2 separate regions of the Sus scrofa genome follow, and region 1 is linked to region 2. A link is a contact called in public HiChIP or PLAC-seq data. All regions are on one chromosome and are shown on one strand. Each heading gives the region's core, a stretch centred on a gene start, on an enhancer-like site or on the middle of the called end of the contact. The rest is flanking DNA. Distances are from core to core; before and after follow the strand shown.

The links. HiChIP or PLAC-seq counts read pairs in DNA pulled down with a chosen protein or histone mark.
Region 1: an H3K27ac HiChIP or PLAC-seq map of alveolar macrophages shows a contact between it and region 2. The contact joins two enhancer-like sites. A contact is called at or near these places in 5 of 47 Hi-C or Micro-C datasets (embryonic fibroblasts, fetal skeletal muscle, fibroblasts and 2 more) and 2 of 2 datasets of contacts at active chromatin or transcription factors (alveolar macrophages and skeletal muscle).

What each region holds. Positions count from the first base shown.
Region 1 is chr13:110,527,103-110,532,626 of Sscrofa11.1, forward strand. No RefSeq gene overlaps it. Among named protein-coding and RNA genes, the nearest start is that of FNDC3B, 58 kb to the right of the region's middle. Within about 2 kb of position 2,474, at least 21 of the 83 cell types and tissues checked have an H3K27ac peak or open chromatin away from gene starts, as enhancers often do. A contact at or near this core is called in alveolar macrophages, where this site is marked.
Region 2 is chr13:110,433,748-110,439,518 of Sscrofa11.1, forward strand. It overlaps TMEM212 (transmembrane protein 212), which reads left to right. Exons shown (of 4, transcript XM_003132532.3): 4 at 302-610. The coding sequence ends at 322. Among named protein-coding and RNA genes, the nearest start is that of TMEM212, 22 kb to the left of the region's middle. Within about 2 kb of position 3,159, at least 10 of the 83 cell types and tissues checked have an H3K27ac peak or open chromatin away from gene starts, as enhancers often do. A contact at or near this core is called in alveolar macrophages, where this site is marked.

The DNA of each region.
Region 1 (5,524 bases), core at 1,224-3,723, 93 kb after region 2:
GATGTGTGATTTTGGACAATTTACTCTCTCTGCTCTCATTTGTAAAATTGACTTCACAAAAGATCATGTGAATGGAGTTTCTGCTGTGGCACAGTGGGTTAAGAATCCAACTGCAGCAGCTTGGGTAGCTGCAGAGGCATGGATTTAACCCCAGGCCTGTCAGCAGTGGGTTAAGGATCCAGCATTGCCACAGTTATGGCACAGGTTGCTGCTGCAGCTCAGATTCAATCCCTGACCCAGGAACTTCCATATACTGCCGTTGTGGCTATTAAAAAAAAATTTTTTTTAATATTATGTGAGGATTTAATGAGCTCACACATTTAAGGCATTTAGCATAGTACCTGGTACTCAGAAAGTCTCCAAAATTAGCTATTTAGCTTGTAATTGCTGTATTATACATTGTTGTGAGAGCAGAGTAGAAGAAAGTGTTGATTTTTCCTGGGAGGAGAAAGTATCAGAGATGAAATCACAGAAGAGAAATATTTATGGTGCCCATTAGAAAAGCTTTAGTTTTTTTTAAAAAAAAATAAAATAACAAGATGTTGGCAAGAATGTGAAGAAATTGGAATTAATGTTTCTGGTGGGAATATAAAATGACATAGCCACTTTTAAAATAGTTTGGCAGTTCCTTGCAATGTTAAGCACAGAGGTACCATAGGATTCAGCAATTCCATTTCAAGGTATGTACTCAAGAGAAATGAAAACATATGTCTACAACAAAGCTAATTAGCAGTTGTACTCATAACAGTTAAAAAGTGGAAACAACCCAAATGTCCATTAATTGCTGAAAGTAAAATCACAATGTTGTATAGCCACATGATAAAATATTACCCAGTCATAAAAAGGAATGAAGAAGTGATATATACTACGACGTGGATGAACCTTCAAAAAATTACTCTAAATGAAACAAGGCAGTCTCAAAAGGGTATGTATCATATGATTCCATTGATAGGAAATCCCTGCAGATAGAAAGGAGTGGTTGTTGGGAGCTGGGAAGAGGCGGGAGTAGAAAGTAACTGCTATGGGTACAGGGTTTCTTTTTTCAATGACAGGAATGTTCTGGAATAGGTAGTGGTGACAGTTGCACAACATTGTGGATGTACTAAAAACCACTGAATTTTACACATTAAAATGGTGAGTTAAAAAAATTATTTCTCAATTAAAAAAATTTTTTTTAAGTGGGCCCTCAAAGACAAATAGGGATAAGCCAGGCAAGGCAAGGGGAACCAGGGCACTCCACCTGAGGGAATACCTAGGGTCAAAGTTAAAAAGCAATACCAATCAAGCTTTGTTCTAAAAAATGGTAAGAATCTGGTACAATGGCTGTGCTACTCCAAGTGTCGTCAGTGGGCAGTGAATTGTTTGTTAAGATCTGTGACAAGATAAGAAAAGAAACTGAGAGTACACTGTAGAAAAGTTAGCAAGCTGACATGACATGGTTGGTGGCCTCCAGCCTTTGGACAGGATATAAACCAAAAGTGGTCAAGCTCCTGTGGCAGGTGGCCTGTCGCCCAAGCTACACACTAGTCCTGCACCACAGGATCCAGCAGATGGGAAATGAAAACAGTGTGTTCTTCACTTCGTAAAGTTTGAGAAGTACTGTCATAAGGGATATACTATAAGGAGTAACAGGCTAGAGACAGAGGTTGGGAACTGAGTGTGAGGTACTTTGTAAGTAAAATAGTTTGAAATCACTTCTTTGTTCAGAATTCTTTAATCAGGTTGTGCCTAGTTATGTACCACGAGTGACACCGTGACACTTCTAAGCATGGGTTATCTCTTGGGAGTATAGAAAACAGAGGAATCAGGCAATTTCAGGGGAAAGAAACTCTTTCCAAACAAAACAAAATGAACCCCCCTGGGAAAAAATAGGGTACATCTTTTCCATCTTGGAGATGGCATAAAGTACACAGAATCAGCACAAGAGGTTGAAAGAGGCACATAGCACACTAATTAAGATTCAAAGATTTGTTTGTATTTATTGAATAAAAGAAACCAGAATAAGCCACCCCAGAAAGGGAAATTGAATTGAGAGCTAGGCTAACTGTAGAGAGACAAGTGAGGCAGGCAGAGAAGTAGGAACTCACACTCTCCCACAAAGGGAGAGACAAGCCAGCCTGCTCCACGTGTGGGAAAATACTCAGCCTCTCAGAAGAAGAGCCCTATATTGATTCCAGACATTGTTATTCCTGCGGGAGTGGGGGGACAAGAAAGGAAAGGAAACCAAGGTATTGACAGAAAAACCAGCTTCTACTTTCTCAAATGTCTTGGATGTCACTATGAAGCAACCACAAGACTTCCCCTGTTGTCACATGTTGACTCATTCTTCCCCAAGCAAGACCATTTATTTAATGTCTCGTTTTGTTAAAGTCGATGAGATTTTGTTTCAGAATCTGGGGCTGTGCTAATGTAAATGCTTGTTTGTCTGGGGTTGTGCAGAATGAAGGAAGTTCATGCTCTGCACAAGTAAAGCAATGTGTCATGTCATATTGCCAAAAGGTTGCATCATTTCTAAACTTTCCGGAAGACTGGATAGATGAGAGGTCATCTATGTTTATTTTGTGAAGTTTGGCCTACCAGGAAATGTGTGGGTACAAGAGATATTTTAGGCCCATGAGACTCTCACTTTAGATGCTTAATCCAGCAGCATGTGCTATAAGCTTCAGTCTCTAACTAAATCTTTGAAGAGTGGCAAGTTGTGAAGTATGCAAGGTTTTTGGCTGCACTAGCAGAGCCACGTATAAAATCCTGTTGCCAAACAAAGACTAGAACCAGATGACAAAGACTGAAAACATACTTCATGTATTGACTTTGTCTATGAAATACTCATTATAACCTAATCCAGTAATATTCATTTCTAGGATTATTGCATAATCACTCACCAATCAATATTAATTAAGGCTGTAAATTGACCTTGAAAGAAGTTTTTTTTAAGCAGAACATTTCATGTTGGGTTTCTTTAAAAATATAATGGAATTACTTCAACAAGGAAGAAAAAAATGTCTTAAGGAAGTAATTTTTAACACACAGCTTAACAGAAGTGATAATGGATGACCTACCAGCAACCCTATTCAAGTCTGCTTGTGGACATTTTATTTATAGTCTTCACATCCTCCATGATTTGGAAGATAACAATAATCCCTTCTCTGGACTGAACTGCTTTTCTCTACTTTTTCATGTGGTTCTGAGAAGGGGAAGGGGTTGCCAAAAAAATATCACCACACAAACAATGCACACACACCCCTTTCTGTCCCCATCACATACATAAAGCACAGGGAAACCCAGAAACAGGAGATAATGATACTAACACCTGGAGGAAGGCAATACCAAGAGAGAGAAACAGAGGCCAGCTCCGTCCCTGGAATGCACAGGACTTAGCCAATGCATCACCTCTATTGTTTAAGCTATTTGAGTTGAGTTTCTATTTGAAACCAAAAGAATCCTAACACCAAAACTCAAGATGTTTATCTCTGTAGTAGACAGTACTCCTTGTTGTACTATTTCAGGGGGGTTGGAGGGTCATTCTGGAATTGTGCAATGGAGAACACTTTCTGGATGGCTGGAGTAGTATCTATGTGACTCTCACTCCTGGAACACAACCCCATTTGCATGAACTACATGTGAGGGGTGCCTCCTGGAACTGTGCAGTGTGAGATATGGAGGTAAACATGAACTCCCCTTGCTGTACAAATCAGCACCATCAGTCTCTCCACATAACTAGTGCTGCTTGGTCTTAAGTAAGGCAGTTTCTTCTAGAACTTCTTGCCTAACACTGCTATTCCTGCCACCATTGCTCCTGTTTTCCATGAAATGCCTCTAAAAGAATGTTCTTCTACTATCTCCTTTCCCTGATCCTCACAGTGCAGATATCACCCTCTCCATGGAGAATCTTTTAACTCAACCCCCAAGGTGGAACAAGACCACCTCACGTAACAGATAGGTGCCAATTATTTCTATCTCCTTGGCCCTATACTTCCTTGTATTCCCCACTTTCCTAGAGGCTACAAATTCACCTCCCCAAAATCAATCTCAAGTTTTCCAGTTCTCCGATGCAGTTTCATCTTTGACCTGCTCTCATCTTCCATATCAGACTTGAAACCCATCCTTCATCCCTACTTTTAATATAATACTAACTCAGAAAATGTACCACCTCTTTTAAAAAATATTTCAAGTCTTGGAAGCAGTCTTTTCAAAACGAGAGAGTTTTTTTTACATGTAGGAATTTGCAGCCAGCCAAGCCCTAGATTCTTTTCTTACTGATTGTAGATAAACCTTTTCAGTGCATGGTATACCTCTCCAGGTGTCCTGATACTTTATCAGTGGAAGAGGGAAAGGGTCTCCTCCCTTGAAAACACTCTTGACAAAAAATGAAAAACAAGCTTCATTGCAAAGCCTTTAACAAAAAAAAAAAAAAAAAAAAGAAAAAAAAAAGTAAAATAAAACAATAAATATATAGCGACAATAACAATAAGAAGAGTCATTCTAAAGAAAGAGTCATCTCTTAAAGATATACAGACAAATGCTAAAGAGAATAAGTTGAGATATGGGAAACATCCAGCCATGTGTTAAACATTGTTCTGGGGACCAAGCCGGAAACTCTCCTCATAGCATCTCAACTCTCTGCTTCCCACCTGTTCTACATCCGTCGTTTTCTGAGTCACACCATTTCTGTTTCCACATGAGTCATTCATGTTTGCTGAGTCCCTGCTATGGGCCAGGAACCACGGTAGGCAACAGGAAGGCAGTAAAGAAGGGAAGAGATGAGGTCCCTGCTCTCATGGGATTTGTAATCTAGCGAGGGAGAAAGACCACATGAAAGGCCACATGAAGGCAAGAACAAGGTAATTCCAAATTGTGGCAGGTCCCACAAAGACAGTAAATCTGTATCATCTTGATCAAAAAAGTTATCAATTCCTGCATCTATGCCCTTAGCTGGCTGATTACAGTCACCTCCTATTGGCCTTCTCATTACCTGCCTGCTGTCTGATGCATAGCTCATCAGGTTATTTCTTACCTCAGAAATCTCAAAATATGGAGTTCCCGTCATGGCGCAGTGGTTAACGAATCTGACTAGGAACCATGAGGTTGCGGGTTTGATCCCTGCCCTTGCTCAGTGGGTTAACGATCCAGCGTTGCCATGAGCTGTGGTGGGGGTTGCAGACACGGCTCAGATCCCGTGTTGCTGTGGCTCTGGTGTAGGCAGGCAGCTACAGCTCTGATTAGACCCCTAGCCTGGGAACCTCCATATGCCACGGGAGCAGCCCAAGAAATGGCAAAAAGACAAAAAAAAAAAAAAAAAAAAAAAAAATCTCAAAATGTGCCACAATACCATCCATGTAAAATACTAAACCTCCCCCTGCCATTGAAGACACTGGTGTTGTGATCACACTCATGTTGTGATCCAGGCCCATTTCCCACCATGCCCCTTGCACATTCTGTGTTTTAGGCAAACTGAACAACTCATGGGGCCCAGATGTTTCATGGGCTTTCCTGGCTCCCTCCCCTGCTGAGCAAAACATACAAA
Region 2 (5,771 bases), core at 1,909-4,408:
AGACAGCCTTTGCCCACAAAAGTGATAGTTTCTCTAGACTCTTTCATGCTTATGCCAGGTATTTTATTACACATATATGTCTTTTTTTAATCTCTCTCTGCCATTCCCCCAGTACCACCAATTTTGTTCTTTCTGGTGATTCCTCTTAAATCCTTAAGTGGTACCATGATGCTGTTACTTGAGTCATTCTTCAATGGGTTCCTGTGACATAAAAAAGGCTAAATTAAATGTCAGAAATGACACTCTATTTCCCTTGATAAATTGTAGATATAAACACTATTGTGTTTCTTTTTCTTCCTAGGGTCAAAAGAATGGACAATAAATTTGAAGCAATGTTTCCTCTTAAATTTGTCATATTTGTGACCATTATTTTGAAACATTATTTTGTGATCTTTAAAATTTTTCCCTCTATGTTCTTATAAAATAAAAATTAAATTGTACATGTTAGCTCTTTTTTGATTAACATTGTTTTTTCTGATTTATATGCTATGACATAAAAATTGAAATTATGTCTGAAATATAATTGGCAGTGAATGAATGTTTTCTTTAAATTCCTCTTGTTCACTGTGTGATGTTTCATTAAACTGTAATTTCATATTGCACAAATTAAGGAAACTTTTCCTCAGCCTTTCTTCATTGCCATTACCAAAAGGACTCTAAATCTGTAAAGCACAGTCAAAATTTTGAATAGTGGCCATAGTGAGAAGAGTCTCCTGCAAGGAGACGATGGCTCTCCCTCCTGACCTCTCTACAGCTTGTCTTTGCACTTAAGACAGTTTAATTAATTAGAAGGCACCTGAGTAGAGACACTTTAGACCAACTTTTAGTTTAAATGTCCCAAGATTGTTATGCCCCTGACAGCTCAGCCATTCCCAAGAAGCAACCCCAGTCAGCTGCTGAGTGGCTCTAAACGTAAGATGTCTTTTTTTGTCTTAGCCAGAGACCTGCTTCTTATAGCCTCTGTGTCTTGGTCCTACATCTGTAGCCCTTGAGAACCCAGTGTGGTTGTTCTCAAATGTTGCTCCAAGATCAGCAGCATCAGCATCAGCTGGGAACTTGTAAGAACCAAGACTCTGGGATTGGGTCCCCATCTCCCATCAGTTTTAGGAAACCATCGGCCATGTGCTCCTGATGCCCAGTTTGAGAAGCACGGGTGTAGAGTAGCAGAAAGTGGGTGCAACTTTGGAATGAAAAGTACCTGGATTCAGATCCTGGCCCTCTGTCATTTTAGGCAATAGCCTCCATTTCAAATGGAGGTGATAGGTGCAGCTAATGCTTGGACTCACTGAGAGAATTCAATGATACATATGGGTAAGCACACAGAGGGAAATCTAAGGCACCCTAAGCACTCAAAATTAGTGTCTAGTGATATTGATTCATTCTACACATTTATTAGATACCTTTGAATATGAGTCTACATAAAGTCCATTATTTTGAAAGTACAGAAAATTTTAGACATAACATCTTAGACATAACAGTGTTAAATAACTTCATTTTACAAATGAAAAGCATAACATTCAGAGAGGCTAAGCGACATGTTGAAGGACACATGGCTCCTTCAGCAATTGCTGGTGTCTGGAAGCCCTTTAGGTGCCTCCCAGTGTTCAGCTCTTCAATCGGCACACATTTATCTGTCACTTAATGCAACAATAAAATATCTATTCCTGGGCCTGATGATTATACAAGGAGGGACTTCAAATTTATCAACGAACTGTCTGAATTAATTTAGTACTAATTGAATATTCCCAGCCAGATCTAGGCACTGTAGCTATTTATTTACTTATATTTTGCTTTCTTATTTATATCCTATTCTGTTCTGAAAGGATTTAAGATCACTCCAGAGCATTTTATCAACAGTTGGAGTTCCAGCCCCTGTAACTCTAAATGTTAGACCAGTAAACCTCCAATAGTTGCTTGAACTTTTGCAAGAGGTTCTCAGCAAACGGTACACAATTCTGAGGATCCAAAACAGATGTATAAGAGAAATAGATCAATACTAAGTGCTTTGGGTTAACTGGAATCCGAGGTATAACCTGTTAATCTGATATCAAGACACATGTGGGTTATTTCTTGCTCTCGCATTGACAAAGAGATGGGTAGACATGATGTTATGCCCTTGCCTGGGAAAACTAAATACTCACTGTCACATAACCCCCAAAAGTCTGCTTTACAGATTGGAAATAATGAGGCACCTTTACTTTAAACAGCCTGTTTCCAGTTTTGTAGGGCTGTTGATATTACTGGCCTAGTGACAGATGCCAAGGCGGGAAAATAGGCTCAGTTACTTCTGACTCTTTGAATGTGGACACATCAGCTTGTGGGAAGGAAACTATTTAAAATGGGGCTTAGGGAAAGAAAAAAAAAATCCCCTTTCCCCATATGAGATTCTTCCACAGTGTTGTCATGCAATCTTGAAAACCTCCATACAGCAGATCACTCTCATTGGATATATGCAAATTTTCTGGGACCCAGTGGTTTCCTGCCAGGGAAAAACTTATAATAACAGAGCAAGAATGCAATCTGAGCCCTTGTTCTCTGAAACCCCTGAAAGAACAGAGTCGTTCTTGACAGCGCAATTTCAGCCCTTGACATTCCAGGAAATAGCTTAATAATGTCATTTAGGCTGGGGTTGTAACCAGTCCTAAGATATAGGGACACAAATGCTGTATGTAAAATCTTAAATATCAAGGACCATTGCGCATTTTCACACAGAGTTTAACAGTGAAGACCACCACCACAAAACAAAAACTGAGCAAGGTTTCCTAATTAAATTTTAACATTGTCACCACTAATTAAATCCCATATAGGAAAAGGAAAGTTTTCTGCCAAGAAATAATACAGACATATCCTGAAGACTATTTCCTTTCCATTTACTTTCCTAAATACTGTGCCCATGCCATATTCAGAATATGACACCCAAACAAAACTCTATGTTAATCATTAATATATATGAAGAAGCTACCCCCACCCTGGAGTCTTAGAAGCCTAAATGAGACACATTGGCCTTTACAGTCAATGTGTTTCATTTTTTCTGGGTGCAGTACCAAAAAAGGGTACAAGATTCAGGTTAAAAGTCAGGAAATGGATCAGGGCCCCACGCTATGACATCATTTTCTTGCAATGCAATGAAGCAATGACATTTCCTGCAGGAAAAATGATTAGAGCTGACAAGCAGCCTTAGTTAGCTGCAGTGTTTGCAGTGGAAGGTGTCAGGCCTGCCTTGCTCCAATTCCTGCCACCCTCCCTCCTCTTCCTTGGCTGGGGCTTCCCAGAGTTCAGGGACAGAGAGACCCAGGCTACTTCCATTTAGTGATCCTTATGTATTTAAAATAAAAATTTGCTGAAATGTCATTACGAAAATTGTGGAATTTTTTAGTTGGTAGAGCATTAACTAATTTAGACCCAAAGATATAATGTTTCCACTTACAAAAGGATTTCCAGATTTATTTTTCAAGCTGACATATAGGCAGAGCCTCCAGGGGTGATTGTGCAGATTGGCCAAAGGCAGAGAGTGGATTCAAAACTGGCTCACTCTCTGATGGCCAAACCTTGCTTACTGTTGCAGGGTTAGATCTGTCTTTTCTGGATTCACACAAAAGCCTCACAACCTGTGATAGATGGTCTTGGAATGGAACACAGTTGGAAGCTGAATGATGAACCAGTCTTCTGCTTTAAATCCTGGGTGTCTCTGTAACTGTAGGCATAATGTCTTCAGGGCGTCTCTAGAAGTGTGAATTTGAGGATATACCTACATGTAAAGTTCTGGGCCAAATCTGCCTCCTGGCAGGGTCACCCCAGCTCATAAGGGGCCCTTTTGGAATTTAGGGACAGGTGCTTTCAGTGAGCCAACACAGATGGTAAGAGGCACCTGGCTTGGCTAGTAAGTGTCTGGGGAAACGTTTCAGCCTGGCCAGGTGCTCTGTATGCAATCTACGTAACTATAGTGGGCCTATTGCTCCCTATGTGGTAGACCTCGTCCTGGACTCAACATATAGAAAGAACTGCTCCAGTCCTTAAGACCATTTTTTTTGGCGGGGGGGGGCTTTTTAGGGCTGAACCCACAGCATGTGAAGGTTCCCAGGCTAGAGGTCCATGCAGAGCTGTAGCTGCTGGCCTATGCCACAGCCATAGCAATGCAAGATCTGAGCCGTGTCTGTGACCTACACCACGGCTCACGGCAGCTCTGGATCCTTAACCCACTGAGTGAGGCCAGGAATCAAACCTGCATCCTCATGGATGCTAGACATGTTTGTTAACCACTGAGTCACAACGAGAACTCCCCTTAAGACCAATTTTGAGACCTGAATCAAGGCAAGAATTATTATTACTTTTTTGTCTTTTTTTTTTTCTTTTTGTCTTTTTAGAGCCATGGATGAGGTATATGGAGGTTCCCAGGCTAGGGATCTAATGCGAGTTGTAGCTGCCAGCCTACACCACAGCCACAGCAACTCAGGATCCAAACTGCATCTGTGGTCTACACCACAGCTCACAGCAATGCCAGATCTTTAACCCACTGAGTGAGACTAGGGATGGAACACACAATCCATGGTTCCTAGTCAGATTCATTTCCACTGCACCACAATGGGAACTCCAAGGCAAGAATTATTTAAGAGTGCAGGCCTACTCTCAGGGACTCCACATTAAATCACATTTGCTTCTCCACTTGCGGCCTGTGACTCAGTTTCAATAACTGGGTTCCCACCTCGTACGTTGGTTCTGAGGGCTGATTGCCTGATGAGTACTGCCTGGGAACAAGTCTCTGTTCCCTCAATTTACCACTCCCAGGCCCCTTCTAGAAACAGTGAAGCAAGGGGGGCTAGTGTTATTATCGTCTGTCATTTTTCTTCCACTTGTATCCCTACTTGAATCCTCCTGGGGGAGTTAGTGGAATCTGCCAAACAAAGACTGCAGATAGGACAGAGGAAAACAGCTTCCTGATGCTTCTTTTGTCCATTTTGAAACAAAATTAATACTAAGTCACTTTTATGTCCATGAAGGAGAGTGAGCAATAGTGACAAGTTTCTACTACCAAAAAAAAAAAAAAAAAAAAAACAAACACTTGGGATTTCAGAAATGAAAAGTCCTAGAACTGGGATGGAGTTCTATAGGAGAAGCAAGATTTGTAGATATTATGCTAGGCTTGTCAATAGATTTAAGCTCTCGATGGCTGTTGAGTGGATAGATGTCGGGGATGCTCAGAGACACGGTTTATACAGCATCATATCTATAAATCATCACATGGTAACTGGGTAGACCTTGTAGTCACAAATATGCTATCTCTGGAAAAATCTGCAAATATCTGCAGGGCTTATACATTTCCCCAGGATGAGTCAAAACAAGCATAGTTGTCACACCTTTCTTTCATTATCCTGTGGGTGTTCTCTCAAATGTGTGGGTCTTCATAAATGAGTCACTGTTTCCAAAGTCTGTCAAAAGTATTAGTGGTTACAAGCCTAGGAAGCATAACAAGCCTAGAAAGAGGTATGGAGCTTTAAATTATGGGCAAGAATGTAAAATGTCCAAAGTTACTGGGGTTTTATTACTCTGTCAAATTTGCATTCTTATACTATCTAATCATTCCCTTTTAAGGACTCATTATTTCTTATAGTTCAAACTATGAAGAATAAAAAGCAATTTAATTTACATTTGGTGTATTTGTATAGTCACCAGATCTGGAGCCGGTATTTTTCACCATGTGAGTAATACTTCTGCTTGCCCATACATGTTGAAAGTGTCATTTAACTTAAATACACAGATCAGGCTTGTTTAAG